Regions from separate parts of the Zea mays genome. Here region 2 is linked to region 1. A link is a contact called in public Hi-C data. All regions are on one chromosome and are shown on one strand. Each heading gives the region's core, a stretch centred on a gene start, on an enhancer-like site or on the middle of the called end of the contact. The rest is flanking DNA. Distances are from core to core; before and after follow the strand shown. Region 1 holds the start of LOC103645634 (nuclear pore complex protein NUP58). Region 2 holds the start of LOC100194052.

The links. Hi-C and Micro-C count contacts between places; a contact is called where the count stands out from the background.
Region 2: a contact with region 1 is called in a Hi-C map of leaf, with 7 times the contacts expected there. The contact joins the promoter of LOC100194052 here to the promoter of LOC103645634 in region 1. A contact is called at or near these places in 3 of 25 Hi-C or Micro-C datasets (ear, leaf and tassel).

Annotation. Positions count from the first base shown.
Region 1 is chr1:287,391,783-287,395,192 of Zm-B73-REFERENCE-NAM-5.0, forward strand. LOC103645634 (nuclear pore complex protein NUP58) reads right to left here and starts at 1,597. Exons shown (of 7, transcript XM_020544330.1): 1 at 1,307-1,597; 2 at 527-654. The coding sequence starts at 1,597. It overlaps LOC100276501, which reads right to left. Exons shown (of 3, transcript NM_001150274.2): 3 at 2,899-3,410. The coding sequence ends at 3,195.
Region 2 is chr1:287,620,425-287,623,834 of Zm-B73-REFERENCE-NAM-5.0, forward strand. It overlaps LOC100194052, which reads left to right and starts at 1,896. Exons shown (of 8, transcript NM_001279719.2): 1 at 1,896-2,076; 2 at 2,189-2,354; 3 at 2,679-2,737; 4 at 3,172-3,290; 5 at 3,382-3,410. The coding sequence starts at 2,017.

The DNA.
Region 1 (3,410 bases), core at 347-2,846:
TCCAACGGTTTCATATGGAAGGGGTTAAAAGTAAAATAGGTACTATGTTTTAGGTGGAAGGGGTTAAATATAAAATAACAGTCATCATTAGATCTAGATCGGATGCACCAGATCGCTTGATTGCATGCTTGCACCAGGATAAATGATTGCATAGGATAAGTGATTGCATAGGATATGACACACGACACACAATGTCTGAAACTGTTGCTTTAAAGCAGTAGAGAAAGGGGCCTCACTATGCGCCCTATATCCACCATCCTACTAAAGAAAAGAAAGCATCACATTAAGGCAGCCTAAGATACCACAATTCTGATCTAAAAAATCACAATGTGTCCTCCATTCACCGTACTAAAGAAATCAAGAGCGCACAATGTGCCCCCAAGAAGCCCACAATTCTGACCGCAACAGCACAGCGCGTTCCCTATTCGCCAAATAGAAACAAATAATGAAACGTCTCTGTCACCAATCTCTCGAGTCTCAAGCTGCAGAAGTAGAACAGCAGGCAAGAATGCAGAGGGAGCCATACTCGATTTGAAGCAGCAGCATCTGGGAGACCGGGTGCAGCTCGTCCCACTTGGTCTCGTAGCTGGCGGCACGCCCGTCCACCGTGTACAGCATTAGCTGCTGCGACTGCTGTTGCGACCATAAAGCCTGCTGCAACCCCGCCACCAGGCGTTGATGCTGATACTCAGCTAGGGGTGGATATCGAGCCAGCTCGGCTCGTTATGGCTCGGCTCGTTATAGCTTGTTATTGTAACGAGCCAGCTCGGCTCGGCTCGTTATACTAACGAGCTAAACAGCTGGCTCGGCTCGGCTCGTTAGGAAGCTCGAGCCAGCTCGTTAGGCTCGCGAGCCACACAACTAAATATAAAGATCTATGTACATAAATATATGTATAATTGAAAAATCATATTTTAAGTGTTTAACACTACAAACATGTAGTCATGCAATAATACAAATATCTAAGCACATTACACATCCACACATGTCCATATCACAGATCATAACAACGAGAAAACAAGACTATGAGAGATGAGACAACACCAATTACTAGACAAACTTGTGTTGTGGCTTAGCTCGTTTGGCTCGCGAGCTAGCTCACGAGCTAACCCGAGCTGGCTCATTAGAGAACCGAGCTAGAATGCTAGCTTGGCTCGCTACAAAATTAAAACGAGCCGAGTCGAGCCGAGCTACTAACGAGCCGAGTCGAGCGAGTTATCGAGCCACGAGTATTTCGTCCAGCCCTATACTCAGCAAACGACGCCCGCTCTTCTTTATGACGCCGCTGCTCCGACATCCTCCTCGCCGTTCCCGCCTCCTGCGCTTGCTGAGACTGCGGCTGCGCGGGAGGGCGGAGGGCAAGCGCAGTATCCATGGGCACACGGACCGTCGGCGTCGACGTCTCTCCCGGCGCTGGGTATAGCGCACTGGTCGTCCGCGGAGATATCGGTGTCATCAATTCCTCGGGGCTCCCGTAGATCAGCGGGAGAGGCGGCGTCCTCGAGGACGAGGGGGAGTTGGCGCCACCGTAGCTGAGGCGCCTGCACACGTCCTGCAGCTCGGGGGGAAGGTTGAGGTCCAAGCCGAGGCCAGGCATAGGCGGTTCGTTCCCGAAAGCGGAAACAGAGAAAAGAAGGCACGCTGCCGGGTGGGCTGAGGGGGGTGTACGGAACTGCCCTTCTAGAGGCGCACGACGGCACGACTGCTGGACAGCTCGAGTGTTTCTTGTGGGGGAAAGCGGGCCGAGTCGGGTGTGGGGTTTCGTGGAAGGTGTATCTAGGTTTTCGTGTAAACTAAGTTATAAAAAAATAAAAAATTATAAATGGATTTTATTGTCTACTTTACCCCTATATAAAATTTATCTAGGTTCGAATTTATCATATATTGAGAGATTCAAAAAATTGAAAATTTTGTGAGATATTTTTTATTTTTTATCTTTTAATTTATAATAAATTCTATAGTAGTAGAGTGAATAAAGAAGTACACCCATAATTTTCAAATTGTTTTGCGACTTTTATTAGTTAGTTGTGCGGAATTTGTACAGAAGCTGGTTTGCACCTAATACATTGCCTGCTATTTAAGTGCCCGTTCATTTCAGCTGGAGTACTGGTTTACACATAATACATTGCCCGCTATTTAACCACGTGTTCAGGATGGCTCTAGGTTTCATCTCCGGTGTGAAGTTGTAGTTTATAAAATTAATTTAAATAATTTTAAAAATATTTTTAATTTAAATAATAAATGAAATGACTTTTGTAAATGTCTTTTAAAGATTTTTAACTTCAGTTCTACGATTTTCTGAAGCACCTAATAATATGCTCCATCGACTCTATAAGATTTTCTGGAGCTGTACCAAACAGGCTTAAGTGCCCGTTCATTTCAGCTGGTTCCGGGTGGGAAGACGTTCATTTCAGCTGGTTCCGGGTGGGAAGAAATGAGCTGGATTGGTATTTGATCCGGATTGAAACTGCTGTTCATTTGGATTTGAATAAAAACAGATCACAGTGATCTGGTTTGGAGATTCTCCGTCGTTCATGGCCTGGGTAGGAAACGCAGTCTCATATCCTCTGTTCCAGGCCAGGAAATAGTAGACCTGCAATCTTTCTTAGACGCCGTTCGGTTATTATGGATTGGTGGGTCGGAACGATTTCTAACCGGATTACTTCTTTAATTTATATAAATTTTGATTAGCTGAACGATTTCGGGTGCAATCCGACATAAACGAACAAGGCTTTAGGCAGCCGAACGGGGACAACGACCGGTTTTGCAACAGATCAAATTAATGAAAAAAAAACAAACAGTTGAGAGATGTATAAGCAGAATTGCCACCAGAACGCAGAACGTGTGATGTCAAATGCAAACCCCCCCCTCCCCCAACACACACAACTATAATGACCAGAAACCAAAGTAAAACCCAGTGATTTTATTCGATGTTATGTACAAGGAAATTCATTAGTACTCCGTACTTCAGTACACAGAACCTCGAACAAAACATATTCTGAACACTCCAGGTATTTACAGCATAAACCGCACACACCGGTTTTCATTAATAAGTAGAAAAGGACAAGTCTAATCTGCATAGCAGCATAGGTGCAACACTAAAATATTACCACATACCATAAAACGAGCTTCAGCTTCAGATTATCATGCTGCAAAACTTCCAAAAGGGACACCTGGATGGTAGATGACTTGATTCAGTCAGTCTCATGATCAGGGCGTGGGGTGTACCATTCAGGGTATCTACCCATCCTTCTCAGCAACCTTGTGTATGGAGACTCTGGCATCAACGCCTCCTCTTCTTCGGTGAGCTCTTCCTGTGTTTTCGGTATCCCATCAGGCACGGGGAACGGCCTTGGCTTTGCAGTTTGCCCCTGGGAGCCTGATGGTACTGAATTACGAGATTTCTCTGC
Region 2 (3,410 bases), core at 646-3,145, 230 kb after region 1:
TACACCAGGTGTAAAACTATATATAGACCACTGACGACAACCATGTAACATTTTTAGCGGTCTTAGCCTAAACATTTAAATGTATGAACAGGTCCAATACAATTTAGCTATTTATGAACTAAATAACCATTAGACGAACTGAATGGTGTTTAAATAGGATAAAATAAATGGGCATAACAAGCTATCATATAGCGTTTACATAACGTGCAAATGGTTTAAACAACTGTGTACATGAACAATGATTCTGAAGAAAATTTGTACTAGTTTGATAATTCTATGGCTTAAAATGAACTAATTATAAATTTTATTGGTCGAACAATGAAAAACCACTACAAAGAAAGGATTTATCTGATTATCTGGTTATGGTAGTTGTAGGTTTGGAGAATGTCTGTTACATGGTTATGTAGTTGATGGTTGAAAACCAAATCGACCTGCAACTTAAAGTTTGAAATATATATTTTATGTCATAATTACTATATTATCGGGATCTAGATTATATTTATACCGCAAAATGAGACAATTATCACCTTTTCTGGGCATTGTAAACATTAATAAAAAAAGACAAGCATATAGATAGTCGACCATCGAATAAAACATACTATTTAGTATCTTTTTTTTCATATATAATCTTTGCTCTTTAGATGATATGTTACACATTCTTGAAACTATAATTGGTATGGAAATGACGATTATTGGTTATGTACTCGATTTATTTTTCATGTGTTTACGAGGCGGCTAATTGGTATTTGGTGAAAAAGAAAAACACATCGATTTTAGAAGGTGTTTGCTTTTTTTAGTCACCCTCCTAGACTTTAGGGACTAAACTTTAGTTGCTAGACATACTATTTAGAATAACTATTTTAGTCCTGTTTGGTATTTTAGAGATTAAAAGTGACTAAATTTTAGTCACTAAATTTACGATATGAAAACCCTAAACACCTTCTTAGGGCTTGTTCGTTTCACGCTTAACCCATGTGGATTGAATGGTATTAAGTCGGTTTAAATCTATAGTAAGTCAAAGTCCATCTATATTTATTCCAAAACACTCTGATTTACATGGAATTAGAATAACCAAATAAGACCTTAGTTGGTTAAAGCTTTTTCATGGGTAATATCATATATACGGTGTACACACCATCTATACGGGTTATATTTAGAGACATTGGCTTTGGTTCTGAACATTATTGTGGTAAGACAACATAAGAGAGCATTTGTTTGGTGAGTAGACTTCTAGGGTCTGATTAGGCCTTGTTTGGCACAGCTGCTGTTTGTTGAAAAAACAGTGTATCTGAGAAGCAGCTGAACTGATAAGCTGCTGCAGAAGCTGGCTGTTTGGTAAAACTTTTGCTTAAATTTATGAAGAAGCTGAAAATAAGCTGTGCCAAACAGGACCTTAGAGCGGATGAGTTTTACAAGGATATTAGGTGACACTATGGTGCCCTATGTATTACTTGTGCACCATATGTCGATAAAATGTTCGGTTTGCTTGATGCTCAAATCTAGGGTTAACACGGTAACGAAACTACTCCATGCGTTCTAAATTAATATTTATTTTATTTTTTGTATTTTTATGTCTTTATTTAAATATATAATGATAAATCTAGACATATAAATAAAATATATATTAATTTTTTAATGAATCTATTAAAAGGCTAAAACTAATTTTAATTTAGGATAAATAGAGCATTTGTTTTTTCTATGAAGTCGGAGATACCTAAAAAACGAGCATAGATTTTAATGCGCAATGCTAGAACACCAAAACTATTCGTGGTTTCAAAAGATGGGCTCAAATTTGCCAGGCTTAGTTGGGCCTAAAAATTTGCTTTCAGCTCGAATCCACGGTCCAATCTAACCTGAAAGATTTTCTAAAAATAAAACTGACCTGAAAGAGCGAAAGGATTCTATACTATTGCTTGAGTGTCGCCTTGTTCAACTTCTCGACCAAGGCAGAGAGAGCTTTCATCCGGCAGCCGCTGAGCCTGAGATCCCTGCACCGCCTCCCGCCCGCCCGCCGGAATGGAGTTCGCCTTAGTCGAGAGTGAATCGTTCTCTCCTTCCTGCCCCACGCTTATCATGGTTTGAAACCCTAACGCTGCGAGCTCCCACTGTTTATTTCTGGAATCGAGTTTTTAGTAGTTTTAACCGATGGCCTACGATTATGTTTGGTCTTCGGATCACCCGGCCGCAGCCAGCGCTGTCGATTGGCAACGTGGGGCAGCTCGCCGTCGACCTTCTCATATCCTCGTCGAGGGCGAGGCGGGTGGCCTACCTCGACGAGCCCTCCGTGCTGCCCTGCGCCGGTAACGACGCCTTCGGCCCTGACGCCGTCGGCGACCTCGCACTCGCTCTCGAAGGTTGGGTGCTCGATCCTTTTTGTCACTCTGTGCTATTCCGTGCTGTTTCAGCGTTGCTGCTTGCGTTCCTTCTGTTAGTCTCTTTATTTCCTGAGCACCAACTGTTCGATAAAAATCGTAGCGCTATGCTGGCGCTGCAAACAGTTCTGTTGTGCGCACAAGTTGTCTGATGGAGTAACCTACTGAGTTTCAGTTGGAGTACGATGGCCCTTAGATTTTTCGTTTAATCTACACACACCTTAAGTTATAAACATACATCGAGTCAGTGTGTGTAATGTTGATACACAATTTAGACTGACCACCTTTCTCTCTTCCTCTTGGCAGCTTATGAATCTACATCTCATAAGCTGGGTTTCATTCAGCAAAGGTCTCCAGTTACTACAGTACGTTGATCTCAGCCTTTAGTTGTGTGGTGGTATTGGACACTGTTTACTTCAATCTAATTGATACAGATTTTCTTTTGTAAATACTTTTTGGTTGGGACAAGGAAAATGAATGAAGCATTAGCGCCAGTGTGCCACAGTATCTGATAACTATATTCCATCTTTCTTTGTTAAATTACACGAAGAAATTACTTTGCTTTGTGTTGTTAACTTCAGACTATGCGACTTGCAAACTTATATGTCATAACTAATTTCTTTTGTAGATCTATATTCTTTGATTGAACATGACTTTGTCAAAGGAAGCAAGATAGCTATTGCACTTTCAAGCAAAGTTACATTGTTAATTTTTAGTACCTTCAGTTTAGTCTTGTGGTCTCAGTGCATATAATTCCTGAATATTTCGTGACTATGTCATTTTTTCGTTGCCAATGTAGGGAATGATGGTTTCATTTGCAAAAAATGTTGCTGATTTCATAAATAGCATCGGGAAGAACCATATTGTCATTATATCAAGTTTAGATTCTGGAAAGAGGAGAGTGATTGATGCATCCAGGTAACTGAAACGTCTAACTGCTGCAGTTCTCTTATAGGATTGATTCTCTGTCAATGTCGATATCATTAACTAACAATGTTTAATAATGTAGTGACATGCAGGTGTATTACCTTTCAAGTT